Linked DNA regions of Gossypium hirsutum: region 1 is linked to region 2. Evidence: chromatin contacts called from public Hi-C data. All regions are on one chromosome and are shown on one strand. Each heading gives the region's core, a stretch centred on a gene start, on an enhancer-like site or on the middle of the called end of the contact. The rest is flanking DNA. Distances are from core to core; before and after follow the strand shown. Region 1 holds the start of LOC107888647 (methyl-CpG-binding domain-containing protein 9). Region 2 has its middle 9.3 kb from the start of LOC107888655.

What was found. Hi-C and Micro-C count contacts between places; a contact is called where the count stands out from the background.
Region 1: a Hi-C map of leaf shows a contact between it and region 2, with 2.4 times the contacts expected there. The contact joins the promoter of LOC107888647 here to the enhancer-like site in region 2. A contact is called at or near these places in 5 of 34 Hi-C or Micro-C datasets (hypocotyl and leaf).

The regions. Positions count from the first base shown.
Region 1 is chrA09:8,290,962-8,296,804 of Gossypium_hirsutum_v2.1, reverse strand. LOC107888647 (methyl-CpG-binding domain-containing protein 9) reads right to left here and starts at 3,726. Exons shown (of 10, transcript XM_016812815.2): 1 at 3,094-3,726; 2 at 252-963; 3 at 1-65. The coding sequence starts at 3,590.
Region 2 is chrA09:8,001,323-8,007,310 of Gossypium_hirsutum_v2.1, reverse strand. It overlaps the pseudogene LOC107888656. Among protein-coding and RNA genes, the nearest start is that of LOC107888655, 9.3 kb to the left of the region's middle. Within about 2 kb of position 3,755, at least 7 of the 9 cell types and tissues checked have an H3K27ac peak or open chromatin away from gene starts, as enhancers often do. A contact at or near this core is called in leaf, where this site is marked.

The DNA of each region.
Region 1 (5,843 bases), core at 2,477-4,976, 290 kb before region 2:
GGTCTCATGTCAATGAGCCCCAAAGAGAGAATATAAAAATCTTCAAACTGCACAGGAAGCCCATCCTGTAGGAATAAAAAGAAGAAGAAGAAGAAGAAAATCAGGACACTCAATCTAAAGCACTTAGATTTCACCAACTCAACATGACAATTAGCAGAAAGAAATAATATAAGCTACTTGTGAAAAGGAAAAAATAGAAATGTTATGAGCTGCAAACAAATAAGAAAAAATAAATTAACAAGTCTGCTTACATTAATTTGTTCAGATCCAGAGCTACCCTTCTCATCTTGCACAGCTTCAGTGACTTTCATGATACAAGATTTGTTGGCATACTTTTCCAGAATTTGACCATCACATGCAAAGTCCTTGCAATAACCACTTATCAAACTTTCCTTATTTTCAGGAAATCCACTGGCTATTGAAAACCTTGTTGACTTCCTTTTTCTTGGCAGATGCAATCTTTCCTGAAGAGAAGCCCCCTCACGTTTTATTTCAGCGTCCATAGGGCTATGGTTCAGATTCAACCCAAGATAAGAAGCAACATCTAACACTGAGTCAAATGTTTTCCCATCAGGAGAGCAATAAACTGCATATAGGTCACAGCTCATGGAATGCTTTAGTTCCACACGCCAACCTTCCTCCAGAACCCCATGTCTTTCTGAAACAAATTCTCTAAGACGCTGCAAAAAAATGTCACTCGGATTCCGAGATGGAAATCTAATAGCTGTATTACTACTATTCCTCAAAGACCCTAGCGGAGAACCCAAATCTACCTCATCAAAACTTCTATCTCTAGTTCGCATACAATGAAATAAATCTTCAAAACCCACTTTAACAGCATGTGTCACAATCCTAGAAGCTTTTTGAGAGCCAAACCCATTACCCGCATACAAGGAATTCATACAAGTCAAGGGGGCACCTAACCGATTGCCAACAAAAGAATTGTCACCCGCTGTGTGCTGTCTGGAACCAAGATATATGTTAACCAGTGATGATATATAATAACTTAAATTTAAAGAGAAATTTAAAATAAATAAAGCTATTCAAACAAGATGAACTGAAGGAAGAAAAAAATGAGCTAAATCATAAGAGAATAGCACCTTCTCACTAGTAAGTAAATGAGCAGGAGACATACTATTAAGTACACCACTTTTATAGCACAGGAAGAGTGGTATTAAACATGTTAGCTGATTTCCCACTGTTCCAAGTTAACAGAACTTAATTTTTGGAAACAGTTTCATCATGGTATAGACAAAACTAAGCTTCAACATAGCAGGACAAGATAAACAGCATCCATTTAGAATTTTGAGTTTCCTCAATCTATCAAATGAGAACTAGTACAGGTGACTACCTAAGGAGAAGAGTAGCATAACACCACTTCCACAAGGAAGCGCAATCTATGAATCAAGAAACAACCTACTAGAAATGAAAAAGCATGTTAAGGAAGTTAGCAGCAATAAGGCACTTCACAGATAAACAGGTTAAAGACTATTGAGCAGCAATATGAAAGAGAAAGAATATAAACGCAATACAGTGCTGCAATGTTGGCAGCAGTAGAACACCAGAGGAATAAACAGTTAAAGACTACTGAGACACAATTTCAACGAGGAAAACAATAATTGCTGTACAGTGCCGCAACAAGCTTGGGTTAAACATTCTAATTTGTATATAGAAATTTGTGAGCATGAAGAAGGCTTTAAATGGAAGAGAAAATACTATCTTTGGGTAGCACTTTCTAAGTTTCAACTGTACGAACACAAACTGCATGAAAAAGTCATGGCATTGGCTAACCAGGTGGTTCCAACATAGTCAATATAATATAAATGCGGTACAATGCTGTGATGTTGGCAGTGGTAGAACACCTATGGAATAAACAGTTAAAGACTATTGAAACACAACTTCAAATAGAAAAACAATAATTGTCATACAGTGCGATGACAAGATTGGTTTATACATTCTTATTTGTATAGAGAAATTCATGAGCACGAAGAAGGCTCTAAATGCAAAAGAAAATACTATCTTTTGGCAGTAATTTCTATGTTTCAACTGTACGAACTCAAACTGCATGAGAAAGTCATAGCATTGGTCAACAAGGTGGTTCCAACATAGTCAATACCCTAAAGGTTCAGTGAAAATGGCAGAACTGATACATCTTCGCATAATCAAAATAAACTAACACCCCCCCCCCAAAAAAAAAAACCCCCAAAAGCCTACAATCCATGTGTAAGAGCAGCATAACCCTTCACATGCCAAAGGTAGCAACAAATTACACTTGTAAGGAAAACAATATTCAAACAAGGAACAAAAGAATGACATGGTACCAGCAGAACCACAGTTTTCAGGTCAATGGCAAATCATTCAACTTCAACCCCCAGAATTTTCAATTCATGGAAAAGGACTAATCATCTTAAATCCTTACTTAACATATACTCTCTATCACCATCAAACTGTCCCACCATCAGGCATCAGCTAGTAGTCTTTACAAATTTCAGGACAAACTTTACAGGCAAAATGGGGGTAGATTCGTTTATAGACATTTAAATCAAGTAAACTGCTAAAAAGCAACCAAAAAGACATCAATTATCTCATAAGCAGTATGACTAGTTGTACAATCTACAGCTACCAACCAGTTCAATTACCCACTGATCAGCTTCAAAACCATTGACTATAATTAATGTCCTTATGATGAATCACGGGTACACCCTACCTAAACATCCTGACCATATCTAACAGTTCACACACACTAAACAAACGCAAACAATCTGCCTGTCAACATGCATTGCAATTTTTAACTAACCCTCAGCACAATATTCCACTACTAGCACACAAATAAACAAGTCAATATTCAATTACTTACCTGTTATTTGCTTTTAAAAATGCCCTAATCCATCTCCAAATTAACACATTAAGCTAAAGAACGCTAGAAATAAATCAAGCAATCAATATCTAACATCCCCAGAAACCACATTTCAAATTTATTCAACTCTTAAGTCATAACTACACAGTTAACAATAATGCAGGCTGAAAAGACTTACAAAGCTTCAATTAAAAAAAGCTAAACTCGAGTTTCTAATATTAAGCTTTAAGTTTTACCTCAATAACTCCTGCACCTCCTCACCATCGCCGTCACCATCACTCGGCGGGGAAGCATTAATATCAAGGATGCGCTTCTTGGCCTTAAACCCAAGCGGCCACCGTTTACTCCTTACTCCGCGGCCAACACACGCTCCACAAACCCACTCCGCCCCCGAAAGCAACTTCTCGGAAACCCCGGAGCATGCCAAGTGAAACCCTCGCTCACATCCATCACAAACCACCACTCTTCCTCCTCCTCCTCCACCGGGCGTCGCCGCCGACAAGCCACAGACACCACACTGCTCCTCCTCGTTGGCAACGGGAACACCGGCGGCTTCACCAAGAGCCGGGTCGGGATTCTCGTGGATAGCCCGAACAATCGAAAAGGAATCGGGTTCGGCGGAGTCGGAGTCGGGTAGGGTTTCGGCAAAAGAAGAAGAAGGGATCTCGTTTAGATCGATGCCGAGGGGTGAACGAGTCTCGGGCTTTGAATCGTTCGAATCGGAGAGTTCCATTTTTTTTGTTGGTTTTTTCTTTATCCGAGTCGGGGTTTTTCGAAGAACAAATACATTTCTTTCTGAAAGCTTTTTTAAAAAAATTGGAACCGAAGGTTAAAAAAATATAAAGAATTGTCAGAGGAAAATATTAAAATAGAGAAGAGAGAAGCTTTTTTTAATTATTTTATATTTATTTTTTGGATAGGAGGAAATTTACAGTACTCGCTTTATTACACTGACACGTGGAAATAAGTCTAAATTGTTTTCTGTTTAGGAAAGAGTTGGTTTGGGGATCTTGTCTTCAAACGGGGATAACTAGAAGTCAAATAGTTTGAGGTTTTTCTTTTTGTGATAAATATATCCTCTTTTTTTAATATATTTTTATATTTAATTAGGATATACTACACCCTAGAATGAAATAATAAATATTTATTTTATTAATTTTATAATAAAAATATAAAAAATAAATATATATTTTTAATATTAAATTTATGGAAAGTAAAATGTTAATTTTTTTTACCTTAATTGTACATATAATAATAAATTTAGTCTTCAAAATTCACATATTTTATCGATCTGGTTTGATTTAACAAATTTAGTTCGCAATATCTATACGTTTTGTCAATATTTACATGAAATATATAAATATAGAAAGCTTAAATTGTTATTATATCAATCAAAATTATGTATATTTGATGAAAAATGTTAATATTGCAATTAATTATCTTTTATTGCTCATTTTCGAAATTAACAATGATTAAATTACTCTAATTTTTGTAGGAAAGACCAAGTCGCTTAATATTAACTTTGAGTTTTTTACCTAAAAATATTATTTTTAATCATTTCCTAATTAAATCGATGCCCAATTAATTATCGACACTACTTTTAGTTAAGAGTTTATAGTATAGATGATTTTTTTTTTGTTTTTTTATAATATTTTAATCTAAATTCGTATAATTGCTATAGAATCTGAATTCACTTCTTCTTCACATTAAGATTGAATTTGGAAAGCACTTAGTATTCACATTTATTTGATTGCTTGTAACTGTTAGCAGGTTCCACTGAATTGAGTATAATTGGAGGCGGAGCACTCTAATTATACTCTCCTATCCGTAGGGAAGGATGAGAATTGGCGTAATTATACGGGTAACTACAAACAATTACATTGAAATCTAATTACACTTTCTTTTCAAATATACCTATACATAATTTATGTTTAAGAAGTTATTTTTATGCAATAATAATAGTATTTTAACTTTAGAACATATATTTTATTTTAAAAATAAATTTATATTATTTTACTAATCTTGTTTAAATAATATGAAGTCTTGTTGACAAATTATTTTTTTCATACATTTTTACCTACTAAATATTTAACTCAGCTGCATAGGAATTTTTTATAAATTATTTACACTAATTTTAAATAAAAGTATAATTAGTGCTTTCCTCTAACACCCTACCCTCAACCCAGATTATAGATCCAAATATAAGATGCCACATTGGTTACCAAAGTAATCCAAACAAATCAAATTCAAAACAAATTATTTAACATGCATAATTAAAAATTCAATATAATTAAAACTAACATTTAGTTATTACAATCAGTTACAGAGTACTATAAATAAAAATCAATCTCAAACGAGCATTAATACGACATTCGAAGTCTAAAATATCAAAATAAGGTAGTAAGACTCGAGAATTAGGGTACAAGTCTCAATACTGGCAACCGTTGAAACATAAAAATTGAAGTTGTTTGTGCAAGTCTTGATACTTAGAGTCAAGTCTCGATACCCGGTGACCAAGTATCAATACTTGTCCAACTAATCTATAGAAATAGACCAAATTTTAAATAAGTCTCTATACTTATTCATACTAGTCTTGAGATTTAAGCCTAGAAATGCAAAAATTACCATTTCAAGTCATTCCAACATGCTTCAAAAATAAACATAAACATGTTTAAACATGCATCAAAAGTATATGCACAAATTAAGCATATCAATCTAAGTCTAAAATACAAAATTCTCATCCAATAACATGCTTAATCAAAATATAGCTACCTAAGTAAAAATCATACATTTTAACAATGTACTCAACATTAATTTGGATATCAAAGTTCACTTATATGCACAAACATAAAACCAACATGTCACATATGCATTAACAAGCATTGATCGACATAGAAATTTGACATATAATCATCATTACAGAATATTCACTCAAAGGTCCTAGTACATGCCTGAACTAAACAAAAATGCAAAATTCATTACAAAT
Region 2 (5,988 bases), core at 2,506-5,005:
ACTTCCTATAACCAAGTTTGAGCATTGCTTAGACTTGGTTGGTGTTCATTGTTGAAGTTAAACCCTTAAGGGGTTTTATGGAAGAGGTGGAGAACTTGTTCGTTGAGAGTTCGCGATGAAGAACTTGTTCATTGAGAATTCGTGTCAAGGTGGAGATTGTTAGAATTTAGTGACCCGAATCCTTATTTAAATAAAATATAGTGATAAAATCAAATAAAAGAAAAATCCATATAGAATTACACTTTCTTTATTTTATTTTTAGAATAAGGTTTTTTAAATCTTATTAAATACCATCTATTTGATATTGATTAGATTAAGGTGTTTCAGATTTTCTAAAATATGGCTTTACAAGCCTATAAATAGACATAGTCTATTCCTCTTGTAATTATTCGAATTCGACTTAGTGAATTTTCTTCTCCTTTGCCCGTGGTTTTTTCCCGAAAGGGTTTCCACGTAAAAATCTGTGTGTTTCTTTATTTTTATTATTTTCACATATACATATGTGTGTGCTAAGTTAGTTGATTATGATTTAATTTGTTATATATACAAATAAGCTTATACTTATGACATGATTGAGATTATGAAAGTATTTGGTGATGAATGCAAATAATGTTGTACTTTCAATTTCTAGCTTATTAAGCATCTAATTGAATAAGGTAACATTTGGTACTTTGCTTCATGATTGGTAAGTATGGTGAAATATATGTGATTGAATGCTAATATGGAGATGTGTTTTAATGCTTGAAATATATAAGAAAGAATGATAAGATAATGAAAGAAATATTAGCATGTGAAAGTATGATAATATATGCAAATGATATTAAAATGCCATGTAAATTAATGGTTTCGATAGAGTTGGGTATAGTTGACATGTCATAAGGATTAGTTATATATTGATATGATGAATATTATATTACATGGTCTCAGATAGAGTCCAGTATAGTTGAAATGTCATAAGGATTAGTTATATGGGGATTACTTCGATTTGTACTGATGAGGCATTGAGCGCATATTACTTTAGACATTCTGATGAGGTACTGGGCACACATTACTTTGGCTTATGCCGATGAGGCGCAAAGTGCATATTACTTTGAATTTACCAATGATGTAATGGATGCAATTTATATTGGTGTGATGGTAGGATGATCCGTGTAACTGTCTTGAGTCCGTGCTCGATTGACAGGGGCCACAAACTATGTATTATGTAATTGATGATTCTACTTTATATGTGAAATGTATAACTTATGCTTGATTTGATTAATTAAATGTAAATATTAGTATAATGAACGATAGCATGTAAAAGATCATGCGAATTAGGTATTACAAGCCCTGGGGGCTGATGATGCTCTGAAACGAGTTAAACTAACTCAATTAGGTGAAACTTAGATATGGAAGTTGATTTGAAAATGTCATAATGTATGACCCGATTTTTGTCTGTGTTAGAAAAATTAGTTTCGAGATTGAATTTGTTAAGTCGAACCATCCGGTAAGTTAAACTAAGAAAATTTACAAGTCAAATACGAGAATTAGAAATGGAATTAACTTAGTAATTAAATTAATTAAGTTGTTAAATAAATAATATAAGGATTAAATTGAAGAAATTAACAAATGATGAAATAAATAAGAGAAACTTATGTAATAATTTAGCATGTCCTTAAAATCAATTGTGCCATAATTAAGTTAAGGTAAGTGGCTAAATATAATCATCACCATCCATTTCCACTGAAGATTATTCTTCATAATCCACCGTAGATTAATAGGTAAGCAAGCTTATTTTGGAGTGATGCTTGTAGATTTTCAACGTATTAAGATTGGTTCAACCAACCCATTAGTTGTTCTTTGATTAAGTTACCATTTATGACAACTTAGAGAAATTGAGTTGGAATTTATGAATATTAGTTACTGAAATTGGATTATAACATCAAAGGTAAAAATAATTTTTTAGCTCTCCAAATTTATAATTTTTTTATCAATAGTCCTTACTCTTTTTCTTTATTTCTTAAAGTATCTACTGGAGCGAGTCTAGTAATTAATCCTCCATATTTTGTAGACCCATTACGGTATAGATGTTGGCCACGAGTTTTAAAGTTGCTTCATACTTAGGACGAGGATCGAACCCTTGGCCATTGGTTAAGGTAGGAGAGACATTTGCCATCTCACCTAACTCTCGTGGTTAATATAGTCCTTATTCTTTAAACGTACATAAAAAATTTTAAATTTTTTTATATTGTACATAAAATATAAAAATATTTTTTAAAAATAAAAATAATTATGAAAAATATAAAAACTCTTTAAAATTCAAAAAATAAAAATGATTTTAAAAATATAAAATAAAATTTCAAAAATTAATGTTATGAAAACCAACCAGTTGGATCGAGAACCAGTTGAGGTATCAATTCGGTGAAAGGTAAAAAAATCGGTTGACCTGTGAATCGGTACAAACTGGTTGAACCAAACTAAAAAGTTTGTTGAACTGATTTCAAACTGGTTTGATTAATTGGTTCCCAGAACGACTGATCCGACTGGATCAAAACAAATAAATTATTTAAAATAAAATATTAAAAAAATTATAAATATCAATTCAATTACTAGTTCAATTGATTTTTTAGCCCAATTCTACCGATGCATACCAATTTGGAGGTCAATTGGTTTTTTCATTTTTAAAAATTTTTTAGTCTTTAACATGTGAAGTTTATTGTCAACTTGATCCATGCCAAGTACATATATATATATTTTTTAAAAAAAATTAATTCTTTTCCTTATTGTAAAAAAAATAAAAAATTCAAACTATAATTATAATCTTTTAAAAAAATTGAAAAAAATAATAATAACACTTTAAAATTCAAAATAAAAATAAAAAGATTTTTTAAAACTATAAAAAAATTCTAAAATTTAATTTTATCTAAACCTGGCAGAACTAATTGGATCAAGAACTAATGGGGTATTGGTCTGGGTGAGAGGTAAAAAACTGGTTGACTCATGAATTGGTATGGATTGATTAAACCAAACTAAAAAACTAGTAGAACTGGAAATTGAACCTATTTTATAACTTTGATTTTTTTTAAAATAATTTATTTGATTTGAACCAATCGTGTTGGCCGTTTTGAGAATCAATTGGTTAGACTAGATCGAAAATAGTTCAATTGTTTGTTTAACCAATTTTTAGCTTGGTTCAATCAATCTGTACCGATTCGCGAGTCAACCTATTTTTACCTCTCGTCAAATTGATATCCCAACTGATTCCTGATCCGACTGGTTGGTCAGGTGCAGTTTAGATAACATTGAATTTTGGAATATATTTAGAATCATTTTTATTTTTTCCATAATTTTTTAATTTTTTGGAAAAAAGTTTTAATTTTTTAATTTTTATGCTTTTATTTAAAATAAGGAAAAATATTTTTTAAAATTTTTATGTAGTGTAAGGACCGATTGACAAAAATTATAAATATTGAGGGCTAAAAAAATTATTTTACCGTTGATACCGTTTAAATGGAGAGATCAAGATTTTTTAATAAAAAAATACAAAGATTTAATGTCTCAAAATTAAAGTATAAGGATTAAATTTTAAATTTTGAGAGAGTACAAGATTATAGAATTAAAGTATACGGGCCAAACTAATAAAAAAAGAAAGTACAAGGTCCAAACTGATAAAAATAGTTTAGGTACCAAAGTGAAAATTTAGCTATAATACAGGGTGAAAAGAGGTGTTAAGCCAAAGATATATTCAGTTTGAAATTTAGAAAATTTTCCTCTTTTATGAGCGAGCCGCATGGACGGCGATGGATACTCCAAATTGCCCATACAAAGTTCCCCCTCTTTATTATCTATCTTTGGCCAAAAAAGGTGAAAGAACAACATAAAATTCCTGTATTTCTTTTCACTTTGTACCTTCTTCTTTGGCCTTCACAATACCAAATCTAATTTTGGCATCTTTAATTCCCATGTTCTTTCTAGGGTTTTGAATTCCCCCTCCCTGGTTATCCCTAATTATTCATCAAGTTCCAATTTTCATTGTCTGGGTACTTTTAGATCTCCTTTTTTTTAAAAAAAAAATTTCGGATCCTTTTTTGTTATCGTAAAAAAAAAAATTCAATGTCACAAGGTTTCTCAATTGAGCTTTACTTCGATCCAGCACTTGAGAACCAGGTCTTAAAAGCTTGGAATGTTTTGGCTCGTCGTCAAATCAGCACTCAGTTAATTGAAATCGAATCAAGGCCTCACATTACTCTCTTTTCAAGCCCTTTTCTCGATCCTGCAAAGCTTGAATCCGTTATAAAGTCCTTTGCTTCAAAGCAAGAACCTTTACCTATTTCTTTTTCTTCAATTGGGGCTTTCCCAAATGAAAACAATGTTCTCTTCCTTTCACCAGCTCCAACAATGACGCTCCTACAATTCCAGGCTCAGGTATGTGAGGCAATTAAAAAGAAGGGATTGAAATTGGGGAAGAGTTTAAAGCTGATGCTTGGATCCCTTATTGTCCCGTAGCTCAAGAAGTGCCTAAAACAAGAATGGCTGAGGCTTTTTGTGTGTTGAGAGAGTTGAAATTGCCTGTTTCTGGGTATGCAATGGATATTGGATTAGTGGAGTTTTCACCTGTTCGTGAACATTTCTCATTTGGACTTGGGAATACCATAGACACATAGAGATTTGGAAGGTCCATTATACAGTGTTAGTCTTTGCTTTTTCTGTTCATTCTGCTTACTTGATGTGTTGCTAATGTAGATTCTATAATTAGTAAATGTTGGATTCTTAGTTGCAAAGTTTACTTGTTTATCATATCTTGTTTTATTGCTTGCATTTTTTTGTACAAAAGTATGTTTTGATGGGATAACAAATGGATTGGCTTAACTCAAACCTTTTATTTATCTTTTATCCTAGTCTTCTACATAACATGATTGGTGGAAATTGTAAAGGATCCCAATGAATAAATGAGTGCAAAATTACAAGAAGTTAAGTTGCATTTTGCTCTCTCTACTAAAAAATTGGATAAATTAGTTTTTAAAAATTTTATCACTTTATATTGTTAAAAGCTGACATATCTAATAGAATAATAAAGACAATAACATATGATATGCCACTTGTTACTGATGTATAGGGACAAGTTTTTAATAGTAAAAATGAATTGAAGTTTTAATAGAAGGACTAGTTTGTTCTTTGATGTAACTTACAATGATTAATTTGCATATTTTTTTAGTATATAAGTCAAAATGTAATTTGACTTCTAGTATTGAGATTTCCATGATACTTTTACTAGTAAATGTGCTTTTAGTTATTGTTGCATCCATTTGTACTTTTAAAAACTGCAGTGGCTGATAGAAGAATCAAATAATAACATATGGCATGTCACTTGTACCTTATACTGATGTATAGAGACAAGCTTTTAATAGTAAAAATGAATGAAATTTTTAATAGAAGGACCAATTTGTTCTTTAATCTAACATATAGGGATTAATTTGCCCATTTTTTAGTATATGGGTCAAAATGCAATCGGAGTTCTAGTACTGTGGTTTACATGATACTTTTTCTAGTAAATGTGCTTTTAGTTATTGTTGCATCTAAACTTCTTGTATGTTTGTCTGAGTTCTAACATTGATGATGATTTGTTCTACCATGATACGAATGACTAGAGAAATGTTGGATGAGGAGAAATGTATTTGTTTGGTTCAAATCATTTTTCAATATGCCATCTTGGTTTGCATGTTAGAAAACATGTGATTGGCATGTACATACATATATATACATATACTGTGTTCACCATTTTGGATTGGCAACTCATAGGAAGCCAAATTCTGCTGGTTGATAGCAATATGGTTAAGCCTATAAGGCAGTAATGGCAACCCAAGTTTCTTAAAGATTGGTTCTGTATCTGTAATGGTATGCAACGTATGTGTTCGATACCTATTGTTAATCTTTTGTCTTAGTAAATGAGCTTTTTGTTGTTGCTGTCGCATCTAATGTCTTGTATGTTTGTCTAACATTGATGAGTAT